Linked DNA regions of Rattus norvegicus: region 2 is linked to region 1. A link is a contact called in public Hi-C data. All regions are on one chromosome and are shown on one strand. The core of a region is the stretch at or near the end of the contact, and the rest is flanking DNA. Distances in the headings are between cores, read along the strand shown. Region 1 holds the start of Pebp1 (phosphatidylethanolamine binding protein 1). Region 2 holds the start of Suds3 (SDS3 homolog, SIN3A corepressor complex component).

Region 1 (6,052 bases), core at 2,174-4,673:
GTCCATTATCATCATGGCAGGAAGCATGGGAGTGTCCTGGGTGACGTGGTGCTGGCAGACCTGAGTGTTATACATCCTGATGTGAAGACAAGCAGAGGACAGATTGTCTTCTTCCACAGGCAGCTAGGAGAAAGGTCTCTTCTGCTCTGGGTGGAGTTTAAGCGTAGAGCCTCCAAGCCCACCCCCACAGTGATGCACTTCCTCCGTCAAGGCCACACCCACTCCGTCAAGGCCACACCCACTCCAAGTGCCACGTTCCGTGGGCAAAACATATTCAAACCACCACAGTGTTCAAAACTGATTACCCGGGGTTGGGGATTTAGCTCAGCGGTAATTACCCAGAGGGGGTGTCGTGGGTGATATTGTCAAGGTGACAGGATTCGGCATGAGCCGGGGTGGTGGTGGTGGGTGGGGAGGGGATGGGGATGGGGATGGGTCAAACCTCTGGGTAAGTTTATGAAGGAGCTTTTAGAATGGGTAAAATGAAGTGGGAAGACCCATTAATTGTGGGCAGCACCATCCCAGTAGTTGGGGTCCTGGAATACCCATAAAGGAGAAAGCGAGCTGTAGGTGAATCGGTATTTAGCTCTCTCGGCTTCCTGACGACAGGTACAGTGGTGTGATCGGACACCTCTTGTTGCCATGCCGTGATGGTCACCGTCAAACTGAGCCAGAACAGACCCTTCCTTCTGTACAATGCATTCCTCATAGCATGAGAGAAAAGTGCATTTTCATGTGGACAGTTTCAGAGGGTCAGTCCATTATCATCTCTCTCTCTCTCTCTCTCTCTCTCTCTCTTTTTTTTTTTTTTTTTTTTTTCGGAGCTGGGGACCGAACCCAGGGCCTTGTGATGAGTTCCTCTTTTTAAAACATTTTTATTTTTAAATCGTTCTTAGGTGTTCCTGGAGGGGAGGAGCCTTGTGGGCTCAGAGATCCTCCCACTGTTAACAGGGCCTTTCTTATATAAGAGGATCTCCTCTGGGTCACCATGGATGTGTTTTATATAAGGGCATTGTTGGTGTCGCCAAAGGGAGCACCTGGGCAGGCCCATGCCTGTTCCCTCTGAGAGAGAGTATCAAGGAGAGTCTATTTGGGACCTGGAGGAGGGGGTAGAGGCAGAGAAGGAAGGGGGACAGAGAAGGACATAAAAAGAGAGAAGAGGAGAGAAGAAGAGGGGAAGAGGCTGGCCAGGGACAAATGGGAGAGGAGGGAGGGGAGGGGAGAGAAAGAAGTGGGGAGGGAGGCCGAACAGTTCTGTTTATAGCAAGTCAGGTTCCTACTTGGCTGTTTGCTCTGTAACTGCTGGGCAGATCCTAGAGGAAAGGCTAACATTCCTCCGTTTTGGTTTAATTAAAAAATGGGGAACTAGAAAGAGTTAAGGCAGGAACGGGGTTGTCATGATATTTAGCTACTTTCTGCTGACTTTCGGGGGATGATTGAGTCTTTTGGAAATCTAAGGAAATTGGAATGGGGTTGCTGGTCAAGTCCTGAGAGAGCTGGTTGTTTCCTTTCTGTCCAGGGTCTGTGGGACATTTGCAGGTCAGAGAGCTGAGGCCCAGTAAAAGGATCTGTGAGAGGTGACAGGAGCATCTGTGGGTTGCTTCCCTGAAGCTGTCCTGGAAGCAGACTTCGAGTTAACGCCCAGATTTGGCAAGACAAACAAAATTAAGATTTGGCAGAAAACAAAATTAAGCAGGTTGAGAAGTTTGAAACCCTTAGGCCCATGGTCTTGGTGATTGGGGGAGGGGAATCCCAAAACCAGGGAACTGCGTGGGTGGTGGTGGGGGGTGGAGAATCCCAGCCTCTAGAGTATGCAACAGGTGGGGAACTTAGGCTATGGATTGACAGGGGCACTTTTCTGGATGAAGTCCATTCGAGGCATGAGAGGAAGATTTGAGCACGTTTCTTGGAGCTTACAAGAATCTTTTTAAGTTTATGAAAGGGGCTGGAGAGATGGCTCAGCGGTTAAGAACGCTGCTTTTCCAGAGATCTGAGTTCAGTTCCCAGCAACCACATGGTGGCTCACAACCATCTGCAATGGGAATCCAATGCCCTCTTCTGGTGTGTCTGAAGATAGCAACAGTGTACTTATATATAATAAATTATTCTTTTTTAAAAAAAGTTTACAAAAGAGACTGTACCATCCCTGGCACCGTGTGGTATACTAGGAGACATGGACTCACAATTTTTCTCTGACCTCTATACTTGGAACTGTGGCAAGCACATTCAGTACCCCACCCTCACAATCACATATAATTAATAAATGAGAAAAAATAAAAAGGCGAGAGCTGGGCCGTGGTGGCACAGGTCTTTAATCCCAGCATTTAGGATACAGAGGCAGGCAGACCTCTGAGTTGGAGGCCAGCCTGATCAACAGAGCGATTCCAGGACAGGCAGGCCTACAGAAAACCCCTGTCTCAAAAACAATACTAAAAACCCCAAAACAACCAACAAACGAGTCAGGGTACAGAGCCTCTGTATTCTATTAGCTACACACTGTGAAAACCTAGGTCCATCCATTTCTGACTGCTTCCAGCCTTTGGAGGCTGCTGGCACTAACTGCAAAACTGGCGATGTCTGGTCCAGCTTTGCTTCCCTTCCTTCAGTCTGGTCCTGACAATCACACTTTCCACTTCTCTTTCAGGACCCCTGGGATGACCTGGGAGCCACCCAGGAAATATCCATATTCTGAGGCTATCGACTGACAACCTGAATTCCACTTTGTCTTGTTAAGTCACACTGTCTGTAAAATAATCTTGTTCCAGCCCGAGAAAAGCAGCCGCCACCTTCAGGATCTTAGGGTTACTACTTGCAAGCCACCGTGAAGATGGGGCTTGCAGTCTGTTCACGTTCACTCATAGAAGGCGGGGTTGTTCTTGAAGCCTCAACCAAGAACCAGCCAGTTCTCCCAGCCCTGTGTTTACAATTCTGCTCAAATTTACAGGCACACCAGCTGGAAGGTTAATTGAAGAGAGGTTCCGGTGTGGGTATTTAGGGGGCGACGGGAGGCCATCATCTGTGCAGAACTTGCCGAACTGCTGCTTTGGAGTCACCCGCACTCCACAGTTAAGCCCATCACACTCATTGATTCCCGAGAGGTTGAATATCGTTGGCATTTAAAGACTTTCTAAAACAACAAAAGATAACGCAGGGAAGAAACCAGGCTCGTTTGAAGAAACGCATGGCCTTATCACCGGGAACTGCGAAAGGGAGCAGAGAGTCCTTCAAATGCAAAGGAGAAGCCGCAATATTAACCTGCATCACAGCCCTGCACTCTCAGGCCTGCAGGAACCACGCGGGAAGCTTCGCAGTGACCGTGGCGCTCGGACCGCCTAGCTCCGGCTCAGCCAATCAGAGGATGAGGGGGCGTGGCCTGATCTGCGGTTGGTCGGGTGGCGTGAGTCAACTGCGCAATCGCCCTGCGTTTAACTGCACTCGGGACTCGGCGCGCGCGTGTGTCTGTTCTCTCCATCGTCATGGCCGCCGACATCAGCCAGTGGGCCGGGCCGCTGTCACTACAGGAGGTGGATGAGCCGCCCCAGCACGCCCTGAGGGTCGACTACGGCGGAGTAACGGTGGACGAGCTGGGCAAAGTGCTGACGCCCACCCAGGTACGGTGTGGGCCCGCCGGCGGAGAGGCCGGGACACAGCGGGGCGGAGCAGGCCTCGAGCCTAGGGTCTGTAACTCAGACCTTGTGGCCCCAACTACCTGATGGGAGCGCCACCCGACAACCGGAGGCCTCTTATGTAACCTTCTAATGTCCCGAGATTGCGGTCACCCCCAGGGAGCAGGCTGCACTTTAAACAGCTCGAAGGCCAGCGCCTTCCCATTATCTGTGTTGCTCGTGGCGGTGGCGGTGGCGGTGGCGGTGGCGGTGGCGGTGGGGGTTGGGGTGGGATGCTGACGCGGAGGAGCGGTTCCCCAGCTCACCGAAACTGGGTCTAACCGGTCTGTAGGTATTTAGAACGCGGTGTTTAGAATGGTGACTTGGGAGTTTCCATCCGGAGCCCTAGCCAGTCTCCGTTGTCCCAAACTTTGTACTCGACCTTGGGCGCTCTCGTTTTTTCTGAAGGCAGGTTACTCTTCAGCTGGCCCCAAGTGGCGCGTTTTTTTAGACTTCTGGCTCTTTAAGATTTTTTTTTTTTTATCTTTTAATCATGTATGAATGTGTGGCTATGTGTGAGAGAGAGCAGGGAGCTGTGAAGGTCAGAATTGGCCTCAGATCCCCTGGAGCTGGAGTTACAGGTCCCCTCTACACACACACATAGGAGTGCTGGGAAATGTCTACCCTTTGTAAGAGTTCTTAGGGCTGAGCCATCTCTCCAGCCTCAAGCTTCAGGCTTTTAGTAGAGGCCATATTCAGGAATTTCCACTAATCTGCATGGGTGAAACTACTACAAACTGTTTTCTTGTCTCAGTAGTAAAAGGAGTGAATAAAAGGAAATGATAACCCTCGTGTTTTATGTTTTAGGAGTGTGAGGTTGCAAAGTGTTGAGTTTTTGAGAGCGTTTCTAGATGTTTAACCCCAAACTGGTTCCTTCCTACAGGTCATGAATAGACCAAGCAGCATTTCATGGGATGGCCTTGATCCTGGGAAGCTCTACACCCTGGTCCTCACAGACCCCGATGCTCCCAGCAGGAAGGACCCCAAATTCAGGCCAGTCGGGGGAAAGGTGGGGAGAGGGTATCACCCAGATATACTTAATCTGGTGGAAGTCCCTGCTGGACAGGGCTGCATAGACCTCCCGGGGTTACAGTTGGTTTGTAGTGCTGGGGAGACAGCCTCAGCCCCAGGAATGGGGTCTCTTGGCGTGCAGCCCTCATGCGTGCTTGTGCTCCCTAGTGTATCATCTGCCAGTTGCAGCCCGGCCGTGGAGGACCCTAGGTGTACCCCGCCTTCGTTTGGTGCTCAAAGCCCTTGTTCTCTTCTCTGCAGGGAGTGGCACCACTTCCTGGTGGTCAACATGAAGGGCAACGACATTAGCAGTGGCACTGTCCTCTCCGAATACGTGGGCTCCGGACCTCCCAAAGACACAGGTAAGGAAAGGCTGCCTTAAGGAGGGCTGATCGGGGAATCTGGGTGGGAGTTGGGATGGCCCCGGGGCACCACAGGGTTCCTTCCAAGCCTGACCGTAAGGAAGACAGAAGCCTGCTTGCTTTCCCCCTCAGGCAAGTCTTTTCTGGAACAGTGAGCTTGTAGGATTGTGATGGCTAGAAGTTGGTTCTGATGGGGTGGGCCCTCTGTAGAGCTTCTTTTGAATGCCTGGAGAGATGTGCTGTCTGTATGTGATTTCCGGTGCATCTGAAACATCAAAGCCAGGGCTCACACTAGGCAAGCTCTCTGTCACTGGGCTGGAGTGGGTTTCGGGGGGCTCTGTGTGGGCCAGATGAAGTTGAGCCCCCTCTGTTCTCTGCTTTGTGTGATCCTGTAAATAGGAAGCAAACACTTTTCATACTAATGCCGAAGATTGCCTTTTATATTTCTTTATAACTCTCCCTTTCTCCCCATAATGTGGCCAGGCACTTTGAAAAGATGTGGAAGACTGTAGTGAGCCACATTGAACACTCTCTCTCTCTCTCTCTCTCTCGCTCTCTCTCTCTCTCGCTCTCTCGCTCTCTCGCTCTCTCGCTCTCGCTCGCTCGCTCGCTCTCTCTGACAGTGTGTTGTGTTGCCATGGAATGTGAGAGTCAAGGCCCACAATGCTCCCCAAGTCTCATAAGCACCCCTGAAGCGGTGGGGGACACAGTTACTGCTGGTTGCTTGTAACATGCTGTTCCCTTTCACTGGAACAAGGCCACCTTGATGGTGGGATGTGCCTGGCCGAATGCCCACTTCTGTGCATTGTCTGCCAAGAAGAACTGGAATAATGAGTGTCCAGTAAGGACGAGGACCATTGCTCTTGGCTCACTGTGTGTTTGGAGGCCCAGAAGCTTCCAGACTCGTTCAAGGCCTCTCAGTATTCATAGGCATAAAGAGATAAGTTTCCTGGGGACTCTTTCAGGTCTCCAGGGCACCTACAGAAGCAGGTGATTTAATTACAGGCAGAAGAC
Region 2 (6,052 bases), core at 1,627-4,126, 170 kb after region 1:
TGTCTCAATAGTCAAGTTAAAAAAAAAAAAAGAAAGATACAAAGAAAGAACGAAAGAAAGAAAGAAAGAAAGGGTGAAAAAAAAGAAATACTCATTTTGTGAGTTTTGACTACAACTGTTAGACGAGGAGTTGGGTCTAGGGGGACCACGTGGGCTTTGGCAAAACTCCAGCAAACATATCCAACTTAATCTTTCAGGGCCACAGGCTTTAATAACCCAAAGGCGGAAAAGGCGAAGGCTGGTGAGCTTTGACCCCAACTGCAACCTGCAATAACCTGGCTGTATCCTAAGCCACGCTGAAACATAGTGCTTGCCAGAGATTAAAGTACACCAGGACCTGTCTTATATTTTTGTGGAAATGGCTAGGTTGTTTCAGTTGACCGTGAAAGCTCAAAGCAGTTTTCTGCAGGGACACATTTTCACCGTCAGTCTCATTGGACGTAGACATTCAACTCCTAGTCAACGCTCTACTTCAAAAATATCTATCTGGGGTTGGGGATTTAGCTCAATGGTAGAGCGCTTGCCTAGCAAGCGCAAAGCCCTGGGTTCGGTCCCCAGCTCCAAAAAAAAAAAAAAAAAATCTGTCTGTCTGTCTGTCTGTCTATCTATCTATCTATCTATCTATCTATCTTTCGGAGATATAATTGAGATATGATTGGCTCTCATTATGTAGCCCAGGATAGCCTACTGGCCTAGAACTCTCTGTAGGGATCCGTTGGCCTTGGGCTCATAGGGATCTGCTTGCCCCTGCCTTGCTGCTGCCTATTTTTTTTTTTTTTTTTTTCTTTTAAACGTACTGGGGATTGAACCTAGAGACTCAAACATGTAAAAAAAAAAAAAAACAAAAACAAAACAAAAAAAAAAAACTGCTCGCTTGTGCCCCCCCCTCCTGTATCCTCCAGCAATTTGCATCCTAAACGTTGTTTGCATATCAAACTTCATCCGGGTGGTCTGACTGAGTACCCTATTTGGGAGAAGTGGTGGAGGACTTTAAGGAGCGAAACTTGATTTTGAAGGACACTTAGGTTTTACAGGCCATGATGAAATTTGGTGGAGCCCAAAGTCAGGAGGGATTTTGAAAAGTCGATCTTCCCTCTTCGCTAAGGAGCACTTAGGAACCTACTCCTTGGGCCAGCTCTACAGTCTTCATGGAAGCAAATTGTCATCATCCAACTGTTTGTGTCTCTGTAACCGGTGCGAAACAGAAAGGCACGAATATTAACCCTGGCTGTCTGTAATCAGGGAGACAGAAATAACACTTAAACACAAACAAGATTACAGTGAAAGGGGCCCAGCTTCTTGCAACTATTTAGTAACAAACCCAACTCTTTCGTTTCATTGTATCAATGGATTCTGAGTTCAAAACAATGATACCCATTGTCTTTGTTGCTTTATGAATAGTATTACCAATTGGGAGCTGTTATCCCACATGGTGGTGGAGTGCAAATAGTTTACATGCGATTCAACAGCTTACACACACACACACACACACACACGTCCAAGCACACACAGGAAGGTGACCTCATCCTTTGGAGAAGAGACAGCTGAGGCTGGGCTGGAAGGACTCTTGTAGAGAAGGGGTTTCAGATCCCTGAACTGCTGGAAAAGCCATCCTGGTCTTACATTCTGGACATTCTTGCATTTCACACAGAGGAACTCTCCCTTACAAGGAGAGCCAAGTTTTAATTAAAACAAGGTAGCAAATAGGAAATGTCAAAATAAATGGGACCCAGAACGAATGTTCTCATTCTTAGATGTCTCTCTGGGGGCCAGTGTGGAAATACATTTGATCCCAGAGGCTGTGAGAAGCAGAACACTGTCCTTGGTCCCACCCCGTCCTCCCCTGTGTTCCTATCTGCTCAGCCTTGATGCTTGTTCTGTTTTCTGTGAAGATTTGAGTTAACTGGATTGGGTTCCTCTGGGCACATCTTCCCTGCCTCTCCAATTAGGGACAGAAGCTAGGGTCTCCAGCATGCCAGGCAAGTGCCCTACCCACCCATATGCATCCAGAGCCCTCCTTTTTTTTTTCAAACTTGGGTCTCACTAAACTGTCTGGCCTCGAACTCATTCTGAGACCCAGGCAAGCCTTGATCTTGCTCTGTCTGCCTAGGATTATAGTCCTGAGCCACTAGGTAGAACCCATAGGTCTCCTCCTCCTCCTCGGTCTCCTCCTCCTCGTCCACCTCCTCCTCGTCCTCCTCTTGGTCCTCCTCCTTCCCCTTCTCCTCCTCTAAGCAAAACTGTAACACTGTGTTCCTCTTCTGGGGATGGGGAGTACAGGGCTATGCAAATTAACACATGGAGAAACTTAGTTTCATGGCTTTTTTTTTTTTTTTTTTTTTTTTGCTTGTTTTCCAGACAGGGTTTCTCTGTGTATCCCTGACTGTCCTGGAACTCGCATTGTAAACCAGGCTGGCCTTGAACTCAGCCTGCCTCTGCCTCCCTAGTGCTGGGACTAAAGTCCACTTCGCCCAGAGTTGGCTTCTGAATGTAAGCCAATGTAGTTGCCGTAGGGAAATGCTCTATTTATTTACGTGAAAATTAGCAGATTAGCAAGTTAGTGTTTTAGGTCAGAATACCTTAAAAAATCATGTTCGAGGAAACACAAGATGGCTCTCCCTTGGACAGTCTGCATCTGAGATTCTAAACTGATACCACCGTTTTCTTTTTTTGAAAAGAGCATGGTAACTCTTTTGTTCATTTGTAAAATCGGGAGAACAGCTTACCCAATACATCTATTCAAAAGAAAGCACTGGCAAGGCCTAGGGTGAATGACCCGACCCGCGGATGAAATGGGAGCAAGTTGCCTTTATTGTAATTTTTAATAAAGCCCCCATTAAGACAGGGGCGCAACCATGCATCCCATTTTCTGTGTCCCACACACTCCGGCTGTCCAGGCTTCCAAGCCCACCACGGGGACAGTTTATGTCATTCACCTGCTTGAATCAGACCATGCTACCTAGACAGGGCTTTGCAAAGCCTCCGCCCATCAGGTCGCATCGATACACTTTAGTTTTGACTCCAGGCGCCGCCTGGTGGCCGTTTCCGGAAGTGTCCTCCCAACCTCCGGGTCCTGACTGCGGGCACGGCTGCCCATGGATATGCCTGACCCCAGAGACCCCTGCCTTCGCCCCTCCCCCGTGGCCGATTGAGGATTCATAAGACAGCGATGACGACGCTGCTGTGTCAGAGAACGTGGAGCCCGGCGTCTCCGCCACTCCCTCGAGGACGGCTGGATCAGGCTGTCACCGGGCAGCCTACGACCCGGAAGTAGCCCGGTGCGCGAGGCCCCCGTTGCCCAGCGCGGGCGCCGGGGGCGGAGCTCGGCGCCGAGGCAGACCGGGTGTCCGAGGCTCCGGCTGCGCGAGGTGGGGGCTGTCCGGGGCGCAGCCAGGCGGCCGCGATCTCCGCGGGACACGCTCCGCTGCGGCCCGAGGCGGCGACATGAGCGCCGCGGGGCTGCTGGCTCCGGCGCCCGCTCCGGCTGCAGCGCCGCCGGCCCCGGAGTACTACCCCGAGGACGACGAGGAGCTGGAGAGCGTCGAGGACGACGAGCGCAGCTGCCGGGGCCGAGAGTCCGACGAAGGTGCGGAGGGGATCGGGGCCCAGGGGCTGTGGGGCGGGGGTCAGAGGTCGCCAGAGCTCTTGAGAGCTAGGGATCCCTTTGAGACGGTCCCCAGCCCAGTGTCTCATTTCCGCACTTGGGTCGAGTGATGCCCGTCTTGGCTTCTTCGCTCCCAGCTCCTCTGCTCAAAATCTTTAACGCCTCTAGCTGCACTTGGGGACCTGGAATCTGGCAGATGTAAGTATTCATTTGGCCGGCACCTCTCCCAGCTTTGTGACCTTAAAGCTGTCTTGTTTACCCACCTCCTGCGGAGTAGCATGGAGTCCTCACTTCCTAGGTGTAGGGGTTAAATGGAATCCGCCTCGCCACTGTGAAGTGGACCAAAGGGGAGGTCGGTATTTGTTTTCAGTCCCGAGTAGTTTGCATTTGCGTTATCGCTCCTCCAGCCTCAGGTCTCGACCTGGACCTTGTTTACTCTTTGGCGAGTGTGAGGGGGACACCCAGAGGGATTGAGGAAGGAGCTAGCTAGGTGGAGGAGAAGCCAGAAGCAGAAGGGCAAGGGGCAAGGGGCAAAGGGAAGCCTTTGTATAGGTAGACACAAAGTCGGGTTTTAAGAAGCAAAAGCTACCTCGATTGCGAGGAGGATCTTAGTCTCTCAAGTGCCTAGTAACAGAGTTGGCTGGCTCTAGACAGGACCTTAGTGAAAGTGCCGCGGAGGAAAGGAGGTGGCTTTGTGGAGACTTGGGTCTGCTACAGCCTTTCAGAACGCAGCAGCTCTTGCAGAGTAGAAAGTTGAAGGGACTGAGTGCATTTGGTTTAACTATAGTGAAAAGCAAGGTTTAACTAGGGATTTTTCAATGTGAAAGATGCACTTCTTTGAACGACCACAAGGGGGTACAGTGAACACAAAATTGATCCCCTTCAGGCCTTGGATCCAGTTCAGTTAGTTGCTTAAGACCAGTTTAAATCTATATGTGTATTAAATATATATATTTAAATAAATATATATGTTAAATATATATGTATATATATATATGGCTCAGCAGTTGAGAACACTTACAGATTTTGTCTGAGGGTCCAGGTTTCAATGGCTCACAACTGTCTATATGTTGCAGGATATTCGATCACACTGCGAACCCCGAGATTGTGTTATTTTATTGTGGAAAAAACCTTGTTTTTAGTTGTGGTGTGGCTCAGCCTTAGCATACAATTTTAATCCCTGTGGCTGGAATACAGACACGCCCTTAGTAATACTTTTAATCCCAAACAATGAAGGCAAAGTCAGTTTGTGGAAGGAAGCACCCCTGTTTGAAAGTGGTGTCTAATTGAGTGCCAAAGTGGCGATCAGAGAAAGATTTGACAGAATAGGGTCTAATCAGCTCTCAGACGAAAGGAAAAAGTCTACTTAAGAGAGCAGCGCAGAGGGGAAGAAAAGAAGGGGGCAGTTTGACTGGGACAGTTTTACGGAGACAGGTTGAAGAGAAAGAACAAGGCAGAGAATGAGAAGGAGATGAATGAAGATATTGCCAACGTTAGAATGAGGCCAAGCAGCCATTCACTAAGAAACGGATTGAAGCCAGATTAAAACCAGTCAGCTGGTGAGGAGTTTGAGTCAGAAGAGCAGAGCTCAGAGCCAGAGCTCAGGAAGAACAAGAAAGGGCGAGCTTATCCAGCAGTGAGCCTCAGAGACTGAAGAACATTCTAGGCCTAGATTAGATGTACAGTAAGGGGACAGTAAACCTCAGAGATGACAAAAGCCATGGGTGAATTAAAGTTACACTTGTATCTATAACTACAGCTCTAGCCATCACCTGACTTCTGTGGGTACCAGGCATTCAGGGGTGATCTACAGAGAGACAAATCACTCATACACATAGAACAAAATAAAAATAATTGAAATTGTTTTTAACTCATTAGTTTTTATGTGCGTGTATATGTGTCTGTATGAGTTCATGGGCACCACGTGTACAGGTGCCCTTTGAAGCCAATAGAGGGCGCCAGATCCCCGGCCGGGAACTGGAGTTCCAGGACATTATAAGCCATCCGCTATCCTCCACAAACTATTAAGCCATACCTCCAGGTCCCTTGTTAAAATTTATCTAAATACAAGGTTTTGAAACATTTAACAAAAAGTATCTTGCCCTGTCTCCTGTATTTTTTTTTTTTAAACCTGTTAACTTGGAAATCGGTTTGGTTATTAGAACTGAATTTGTTGTGGGATGGTCTTCTTTTCACTGGATACATGTAACATGTGATGGAATGGGCATGTGCAACATGTAACATGGGATGGGATGGTCATGTGTGCAACATTAACATGGGATGGTGTGGGCATGTGCAACATGTAACATGGGATGGGATGGGCATGTGCCTCTATCCGACTGACTGGTGTGTCCGACTCTTTTCTCACTGTGCGTCATATGAAGTGCATTCTCAGCATAACCCCAAGTTGGAATGGCATTTCTCTTTAGTTTTAAACATGTGCGCGCG

The links. A called contact is a pair of places that touch in the nucleus more often than the background predicts.
Region 2: a contact with region 1 is called in a Hi-C map of the A7r5 cell line, with 4 times the contacts expected there. The contact joins the promoter of Suds3 here to the promoter of Pebp1 in region 1. A contact is called at or near these places in 11 of 12 Hi-C or Micro-C datasets (the A7r5 cell line, the Rat2 cell line, Schwann cells and 6 more) and 1 of 1 datasets of contacts at active chromatin or transcription factors (oligodendrocytes).

Annotation. Positions count from the first base shown.
Region 1 is chr12:44,960,267-44,966,318 of GRCr8, forward strand. It overlaps Pebp1 (phosphatidylethanolamine binding protein 1), which reads left to right and starts at 3,424. Exons shown (of 4, transcript NM_017236.2): 1 at 3,424-3,611; 2 at 4,549-4,658; 3 at 4,938-5,038. The coding sequence starts at 3,477. LOC120095992 (a long non-coding RNA gene) reads right to left here and starts at 317. Exons shown (of 3, transcript XR_005492032.2): 1 at 1-317.
Region 2 is chr12:45,135,088-45,141,139 of GRCr8, forward strand. Suds3 (SDS3 homolog, SIN3A corepressor complex component) reads left to right here and starts at 2,877. Exons shown (of 13, transcript XM_341092.9): 1 at 2,877-3,586. The coding sequence starts at 3,445.